2 separate regions of the Arachis hypogaea genome follow, and region 2 is linked to region 1. The links are chromatin contacts, called in public Hi-C maps. All regions are on one chromosome and are shown on one strand. The core of a region is the stretch at or near the end of the contact, and the rest is flanking DNA. Distances in the headings are between cores, read along the strand shown. Region 1 holds the start of LOC112802441 (ethylene-responsive transcription factor ERF034). Region 2 holds the start of LOC112802469 (transcription factor MYB3).

Region 1 (4,752 bases), core at 85-2,584:
GCATTTCAAGTGCACCGGGAGTACCGGTGCACCAGTTGTTTTAACCATTGATCTAAATTATAAAAAATATATATAATATATATTAATTCAGATCAACGGTTAAAACAACTGGTGCACCGGTACTCCCCGGTGCACTTGAAATGTTTCCTATATTATGAGACCCTAAGGCCCATTTTTGTTTTGGATCCCCACTTTGATTTGGAGCTAAGGATAAATACACGGATATGGACAGTGTGACATCTAAGCTATCATCAATTATATGATATGATGATTATACAAAGAAAAATGCCACTAATAATGTAAGATCCACTTGAAGATTAATATTGGACACTAATTAATCAAGCTGTTAAATGAATACGATCGAAATGACGTCACACCAAGAAAATAAATGAACAATATCGCTACAGGAATAGTACATTTAATTTGGATAATCAAGAGAAAGCTAGAGAGCTTAACAAAGTATTTTCTTAGCAATGTACACGAAAATTTAATTTGTACAAGAACGGACCAAATTTGAGGAAATTATTTATATAAAACAAATTTTTATGCCTTTCTGTATGGCCACTTTTACGTTTGGTAATTGTCATTACTCATACTTAATCCAAAGTTGTAGTAAATAGTGTTATTTGTGTCATTTTTCTTCTTTTTCATGTTTTTATTTGGATAATTCTTCGATTCACTGTCTCACGAAAAAAGATCCTCTAAAGTGACAATATTAGTAAAGTAGTAAAGTGATGTTTTAATCATTTTTAAATTTATAATATTTATTTTTTCTAAACTTCACTATCTTAATTCAATGGTAATTAATGATGTCTAAAGGAATAATAAAACTTTAAAAGAGTCGGATTCTTGCCTCACAAGGAGGAAAACAGATGATGACTCAGTTTAGTGTAAGTTGTGTATAGATTAGTCATTAGTGTGTATTGGACAAAATATTTATAAGAGAGAATGATAGTGAAAAAAATAGTATCAATATTTTATGTAATATATTTTAGATGTGTAATTTAATTGGTCATAAAATATTTATACATTTTTAGAACAACTACTTGTTTGGTTTTTTATACAACTTCAACCACAATTTTTTCTCATTGGTTTCAAATGACACAATTTAAGAAGTATTTGTGCTACTAAATTACCACGTTAAAATTATCCATAAGATTAATCTGGTTTATAAATGTCCAAACCGTGACGGCAGAAAGAAAGTGAGATAAAAGGAATACAATGCAAAGTGCACACAGAAGCATTTGTTTGTTTCTTTTCAGCCGGGCCCATTTCTTTAATTAATATGTGAAAGAATTATAAGTATAGTTCACAGCTCCACCCACCTCAACTTAATTCAAAGCTCTCGCTTACTCACCACATATATTTCCCCTTCACTCATTCCATCACACACATACACACACAACAATCTCTCTTCTCACTTTCCATTATTTCCTCCAATGGACATGGAAGAAACTGTCCCTTTAGAGAGCGAAACACAACCAACTACGTCCTTCTCTTTCCCCATTATACCCTCCACGTCCTCCTCTTCCTCCTCCTCCAAGAAGAAGAAGAAGGTAGTTTTGAAGAGGAGCAATGATGGGAGGCACCCAACTTATAGAGGAGTACGAATGCGCCAATGGGGAAAGTGGGTATCCGAAATTCGGGAGCCTAGGAAGAAATCTAGGATTTGGCTTGGAACTTTTCCCACGGCCGAGATGGCGGCTCGAGCTCATGATGTGGCGGCTCTAACAATCAAGGGCAGCTCAACTTACCTCAATTTTCCTGAGCTAATAGCCGAATTGCCTCGTCCGGCTAGCAATTGCCCTAAAGACATTCAAGCAGCCGCAGCCAAAGCGGCCGTCATGAATTATCACCATGAAAGCCATGACATAGAATTAGAAGCCGAGTCCGAACTAAGCCAAGTCGAGTCTTCTTCAAGTCAAACTCAAATATCATCAAGTTCTACTTCATCATTATCGAAGGGTGAGGATGACATGTTCATGAATCTCCCTGATCTATCATCAGACTTGAATCATAGTTCTGATGAGTTTCATTACCTCTCGGCTTGGGTCATAGCTGGAGCCGAAGCCGAACATCTAGACTCAGATTTCCGGCTTGAAGAACCGTTCTTATGGTAGCCTTATTAAGTTACTTAGTATGGACAACCTATGTTTCCCTTTACATTTTGTTGATTGTGCTGCTTCTTTTTCCTCTTTTCCTTTCGTTCCTTTCACTTTTTTGGTGGTACTCTATCCACTACCTAGAACCTTGAAGCCCCTAGCTATAGCATCTACTTTAATTTGGTCCATGGCATGTCATGCGTCATCGGCCAATTGCCAATTGCCAATTGCAAAGTTTATTTCCACCCACAAAATGGTCAAAATTTGTTACTATAGATTGATTGATGTGCCTCTTCACTTGGCTGTTTCCTTAATTCCACAACGTATAGTGGGGTTTTCATGCAAGGATTTTGTAAATATTAGTCCTAATAAAAATATTGCACTCATCAATTGTGTTTGATACGGTAATCGAGTTGTCCATCATCGTCTTTTACATTTGGATCTCTTAATCTCCAGATTCTCATGTCTTAAATTATATCAAAATTACTGAAAAACAAGTGTTTTTTTTTATTTATTTTAAACATTATTGGTCAGAATTCCATTTAATTATGTATGAGGTTAGTTTGTGGAATAAGATTCTCAAATGGGTATTTCCTTTTACGGATTCCCAGTTGTTGTTTCTCCTGGCTTATTTAGAATAATAAAGTGTTGATGACCACGTTTTGTTGTGAGAATTCTTTAAAGTTCTAATACTAATGTTTGTCGTTATAAAATTATTATAGCACTATTTTTTAATTAAATATACCAGCTTTATGCTTTTATCTTTGACTTAAAGCTGAAAGGAGAGGCATATCATAAGGTGATGATATATCATTATGAAAAAGTACAAGAGGCCAATTAGTGGTAGAGCTAATTGTAATAAATTAAAGGTGATTACTACGGTGTCTAAAAGTGTTTGTCTAATTTATAAAAAAAAGTTAAAAATTAATATTTAATTTATAAAATATAAAAATAAATAATTATTAAATATTCAAAAGTTGCCATAAAAAATAAGTTAGGCAAACATTAAGCATCATATCATTCACCTAAATTAAAATAGTACTCAAAAAGTCATTCTAATCGTAATTTGTCTTTCACTCTCATTCCCAGTTGAAAAAAACAACCACATAAACTCTTATCTCTCTTTATAGTCGCACGCTGCGCTGTCCAGCCGCTGAGTCTCGTTCCACCTGTGCCGCTGACTAACAACGCCATCCTCCTTCCGCCGCAACGTCTCTTTTGCAAAGCCTAACACGTTTCAATGAAGAAGGTCACAAATCACGCTTCCTCTGCGATATGCACAGGACAGCGTGCATTGTTCTAAAAATCAGATCGAACCAACCAGTTCGACCGGATTATTGAAACCAGTCATCTGACTGGTCCGGTTTGACTCCCAGAACTATTTTGCAAAAATTGGTGAAAAAAGTGGCTGAACCAATAATTAACCGACAAACCACGCAAACCGAACAAGTTTTTAAAGGCTCCAATTTTTTATTTTCCTTAAAACGGCATCGTCTTGATGCTAAAAAAAAAATCTAACCTAATGTGATGTTCCCCTCCTCTAGCAAAGACACACACCACGCCTCTTTCTCTCAACCCTAATTTCCTCTTCTTCTAACCAATGAGAGAAGGCACTCTACCATCGTTACCACAAGCGATGCCGGTAGTGACCACTAATGGTTGCCACCGTCATGGGTCGAAGCTTCTATCGGCAGCATCGTCGTCTGAACTCAGCAGCCTCTGTCGTCGGTGTCGTCTGGTTGTCAGAAGCAAGATCTGAAGATTCTGTCACCGTCATCGTCTAGTCAGTTCGAAACTTCTGTCGTTGGCCACCTTTGTCCTGCGAGCTTTTGTTCTGTCGCCGTGGACTTTAGGCCTCCTTTATTCTCTGCCGTAGTTTTTTTTATTTCAATTAATTTTTTGTTAATTATATGAATTGATTATTCTGTATTGTGGATTTTGGATTCTGAATTATATGAATTAATTATTCTGAATTTTGGATTTTGTTGTATGTAATTTGTAATTTGAATTTCTAGATTTTGGATTCAAATCCGCTTCTGAATCCATGGCAAATTCCTTACTCGATTCAATCAATCATGACATCCGCGAACATGTTCTTGCATTGATCTGCATATTCTTCCTTTTGTTAATCTCCCTATATGTTGTGTTCTTTCTGGCAGCATAAAGTCACTCTTGGTATATGGTGAAAATTTTTAGAATTAGGTCATTGTTGAGAATGTAGTTTAGAGAGTTTTTTTTTATTGGTACCATTTATATCTAAATAATGGAAGAACCTTGTGTTAATTACTATGAATGTGTTATTACTATTAGTACTTTTTTTGAGCATCTAAATGTATCTAGTGTTAATGCTTCTGGTTTCATTGTAGAAGAGAATTATATTATGCATTAAGAAAAAATTGTATCCACTGTACTTATCTCTCTAACTTTTAATTTAGTGTTTTGAGTTCTTATAATTGTGCAGTCGTAATTTTACCCGTCTTTAACTAGTGTACATTAGTTGACCAAACCTTATTAATAAATTTTTAAGAAAACTACTAATATCTAATCTTGAGGTGTAGCACCTTTTAGTCTCATGTCGAGGTATAACTCTAAAATTAGTTTTATATTAAATTTTTTTACTTAGAAATTATTGAATTTAAATATTTAAAAT
Region 2 (4,952 bases), core at 348-2,847, 290 kb after region 1:
ACTAACTAAACAAGCACGCATAAACAAGTTTAGCAAAGTGAAGCCAAACGAAATGAAATGAACCTCAATTAAACTTAAAAATGAATCGAAATTATTAAGGAATAAAAAATTTGGTCAATACTTAATAGCAGAATCAAGTGAACGTCAGTTAATTCACAAATGAACTGAAATTAGTTCAGATTTGAACAAGTAATCAAAAAGACTCAATCATCAACAAAAACACATCAAATTCATTTCTAGATCCAAATGAACCTCAATTAAACTAAAAAAAGAACCGAAATTACTTAAAGAATAAAATATCTGGTCAGTACTTATCAGCAGCATCAAGTGTACCTCAATTAACACACAAATAAACCGAAATTAGTTCAAATTTAAACAAGTAGTCAAAAGACTCAATCATCAAAAATACATCCAATTCATTTCTGGATCCAAATGAACCACAATTAAACTAAGAAATGAACCGAAATTACTTAAGGAATAAAAAATTTGGTCAGTACTTATCAGCAGCATCAAGTGAACCTCAATTAACATACAAATGAACTAAAATTAGTTCAGATTTAAACAGGAAGTCAAAAAGACTTAATCATCAATAAAAACACATCGAATTCATTTTTGGATCTAATGAACCTCAAATAAACTAAGAAATGAACCGAAGTTACTTAAGAAATAAAAAATTTGGTCAATACTTATCAGCAGCATCAAGTGAACCTCAATTAACACAAAAATGAACCGAAATTAGTTCAGATTTGAACAAACAATAAAAAAGACTCAATCATCAACAAAAACACATCCAATTCATTTCTAGATCCAAATGAATCTCAAGTAAACTAAGAAATAAACCAAAATTATTTATCAAAATCAATAAACTAATAACACAGTTTCGTTAGATGCACCAGTTACAGAGAAAAACAAGAAAAAATTGAATCAAAGAAACTCGTTCTACTAAATGAACGAACTTGATCCACTAAATTCTACACCGAACTAATAGAAATGCAAAAAATGCGAGAATGTGAAGGAGAAAACTGAACATAATGAACAAGTTAGTACCTTGAAGAATCTTTGTTATTTTTTTTTTCTGTGTTTTTTATTGATGATCTCAAATGCACTATCAGATTTTGCAGTAATTTTCGTAGAGAATTCAAAAGATTTTTGAGAGATTTTGAGAGAAATTTCAAATTTTTTTATTACAATTTTATGAACGATTTTTTATATTAGAGCGCGAAGAGACAAATAACGTTTTTTTGAAATTTTTTGTTATTATTAAAAAGGTATACACGCTCTTTTAATGAAAGTGGTTTTCATTATTATTAAACCTGTTTGGTTGGATTTAAATAGTAATAAGGTACCAAATCTAAAATATTAAATATGACAAAGATTTATAACTAAAGTGACGTATTCAATGTCACTTAATTCTCATCCTACATCCCATTCTTGAAGTCCAAAGAATTAGTCTATATATAATGGAAGTTGACTGGTTGGGGCTTCTCATTTTTTTATTTATTTATTTTCACCTTCCTAAGGAAGGAAGAAGGGTAGATGCATGAACCCACTGACCCTTCAAATAAGGCATATGCATATATAGTGACCAATCAACCCTTCTTTGATATAATGTCATAACCAAACACAAATATTTATTAAACCTTTGTACTCTTAAAACACCAAAGGAAAAGCCTTAGTCGTCACACACTAATGGCTCCAAAGAATAATAAAAAGTCAACTAAGATATCATCAGTGATGATGAATAGAGGGGCATGGACCCCGGAAGAAGATGATAAACTAGCTCGGTTCATTGAAATTCATGGTGCAAAGAGGTGGAAGACTCTTGCAGTCAAATCAGGTCATCAATATATATATAGTAGAGACTAGAGACATGTTTTGTTTTGTTCTGTTTTGGATCCAACTCAATTTTATTTACAAGCAAAATAAACAAAATTATAATTGTTCTTAACATGTGTTACAATATATTATTGTATGCTCTGGCAGGTCTAAAAAGATGTGGAAAAAGTTGCAGGCTGAGATGGTTAAACTATCTTAGACCCAATATCAAGAGGGGAAACATAACAATTGAAGAAGAAGACTTGATTCTTAGGCTTCACAAACTTCTAGGAAACAGGTTTGTTAATATATACACAATTGTAATAAGAAATTTTAGAAGATATTATATGAAAAGAAGAAAAAAAAACGAAAGAAAGGGAAATGTAGGTGCTGAGTACGAAATATTTATTTCTTTTGTATATTATAGAGACCTGTGTCTTTTATCAAATCATTGAATTTGAAAAAAAAAAAAACAAAACAAAACAAAAAGTTGACCTAATTATGGACTATAATTAAAGAATCATTTGCAATTTAAGGAAACAATTGAAAATATCATTGGCACTTTTAGAAAATATACAAAAAATATTGAAATTGTCACTAAAACTTTAAAAAAATGCAGAAATTTTTACTAACAATGTAAAAAAAAAAAAAAAACACACTAAAAGTAAAAGCACTAAAAGTATTGAAATTACTATTCACGTTCACGGTACATTATATTTAGACAAAAAAAATTTCAAACTCGGTCATTTAAATAAAACACACATCTCTATTCAAAAAAAGATAAGAATACTTCAATAAGCATACTTCACAATTGATGTTGAAGGTATTTTTTTTCCCTTTTTTGCGCATGTCATAAATCCAAATATCTAACACTCATTTTATCTCTCACTTTAACCTAAGATTTTAATGTAACTTCTTTTAGCAAAATTTTCTAAATTCATTAATAGTTTTTTACAGTCTACTTCTCCTTTGTGTGTGTAGATGGTCTCTGATAGCTGGGAGGCTTCCAGGGCGAACAGATAATGAAATAAAGAACCATTGGAATTCTCATTTGTGCAAAAAAGTCCATCCCAATGCAGGGGAACCATCAACTTCAACAGCAAAAGAAAGTGGTGCCACACTCAATAATAACCCTAATAATATGGAGGACAGTGAAATAATGTTAGAGCATAATGGAGCCATTAATAATGGGAGTGACGAAAATTTAGATATTAGCTTCGATGTGAACGAATTTTTTAATTTCTCTACTGAAGGATCCTTTGGTTTTGATTGGGTAAACAAGTACTTAGAAGTTAGAATTTGACGAGTCATGAGAATACAAAAATGAAAAAAAGAAATGACATGAAATTGAAATAAATTATTTTGAATTTCAGCTAGTAGTAATGAAATGTGTAAGAATTAATGATTGGTCTTATATGCAATAAAATTGCTATATTATCCAATGTTTGTTGATATTTGAAAGTAAAAACTAATCTCACAACTCTGGTCTATTTTCGTTAAACATAATGCGACTTACAGAGAAAAAAAAAGGAACAATTGATTCTTAACATTATTATTTTGAGACAATACGAATCATTTGTGAAAATCCATCAAATAATAACGAAAATTAGTTTCGTGAGCAATTTATTTATAATTTATGAAAATTTAAATTTCACAAAGTTCTTTTCATCAATAAGACCAACAACTATTATCACTACTTTTTTCATTCTGATCATTATAACTGCTAATTCTACTACTTCTATTATATAACTATATGTTATTATTATCGTCATCTCCTCTACTACAATGAATATCAACACTAATACCAACAACATCAACATCAAAATTTTTTTATTTAATTTCTTGTGCAATATTATTTTTCACAATTTTTTTATCTAATTACTTTTTTTCTTGTGACATTATATTTCTGGTAATGATCCTTATCTACTTGATCACCATTGCTGAAGAGATTATTTTAAAAATGAAGAATAATAGAAACATTAAGACTAACTTGTAGGCTTGTAGCTATGAAAGATAAGTTTTGGTAGATAAAACTACACACTCTAAAATACTATCAAAAATTCCTAAATTACCCACTCTAACCTAATCTAACAACTCTCAAACTCTAACTTTATATCATTCCCAATCTTTCAATTCATTTTTCCAAACCTTTTCCTTCCACGTCCATTCTGTTTCCACATAAAATGTTAATAGGCAAGTTTTGTGGTTGTAAAATTAACTGCATTTCGTCCCATGAGGCTGCTAGAATGATTCAGTGACCTTTTAAGATGGCAACAAAAAAATCCTTCGTTCAATTTGCCATTAAAATAAGATTTCCTATCAATTTTTGCTGATTCGAATAGTGTGACAATGGGTGTAAATAGGGAAGACGACAAATAGATTCGAATCTGTAGAAAACAATATCCATTTCAACCCCTCCTTTCCTCCTTTTGTGTTTCGTTTATAAGAAATTAAGAACTAATATTATACATTGAAATCTAAATCAAGAAAAAGTAACTAGGAAATAAAACAAAAAAATTCTCCCTCTATAGTTTTTGTACAAAATAAACAATATAGTTCACGGTTAATGGGCTTGGAAATAAAGGCCACAACTCATTCCAAAGATGATAACCATTCTCCAGACATCATCTCCAGATAATAACAATCAAAATTCTTATGCATGATGCCAATCCATCAAGAATACTTTTCATTCCATCCAGTATCTCACCGAAACAGAACTCAGGCATTCAAATTCAATATAAATAGATACCAAAAACGATTTTTACATCTGTGGACTTTGAATCTGGTTCAGCTTGTTGTACCATATTGAATGCAAGATCATGTGAAACAAGTCATATCTTATCGGCCTTGCGTTCCAAAGGAAATGCTTCTGTACCATCTTCACATTATTTTGCATTGTAATATATTTTCTCATAGGAATGGATAATAGAATTTCCTTCAGCTTAGGAATATCTTTCTCAGCCACGACCAAGGAAAAAGCACTCCAGTCCAGAACTTCACTAAAAGGAAGAACAAAGTTATCTGCTATGATCACAGGAACACACTCGTAATATATGGCTTCGACGATTCTAGGGCTGTTGACTTCAAACCCCATCGGACATATACAATATTTACTCGATTTCATGTGTTGGATATAT

Evidence for each region. Hi-C and Micro-C count contacts between places; a contact is called where the count stands out from the background.
Region 2: a contact with region 1 is called in a Hi-C map of leaf, with 2.9 times the contacts expected there. The contact joins the promoter of LOC112802469 here to the promoter of LOC112802441 in region 1. A contact is called at or near these places in 4 of 8 Hi-C or Micro-C datasets (leaf and an unstated tissue).

Annotation. Positions count from the first base shown.
Region 1 is chr1:37,813,461-37,818,212 of arahy.Tifrunner.gnm2.J5K5, forward strand. It overlaps LOC112802441 (ethylene-responsive transcription factor ERF034), which reads left to right and starts at 1,335. Exons shown (of 1, transcript XM_025845667.3): 1 at 1,335-2,514. The coding sequence starts at 1,440. The coding sequence ends at 2,120.
Region 2 is chr1:38,099,398-38,104,349 of arahy.Tifrunner.gnm2.J5K5, forward strand. LOC112802469 (transcription factor MYB3) reads left to right here and starts at 1,598. Exons shown (of 3, transcript XM_025845706.2): 1 at 1,598-1,837; 2 at 1,984-2,113; 3 at 2,797-3,257. The coding sequence starts at 1,690. The coding sequence ends at 3,118. LOC112802477 (probable glycosyltransferase At5g25310) reads right to left here. Exons shown (of 5, transcript XM_025845718.3): 5 at 4,204-4,952. The coding sequence ends at 4,577.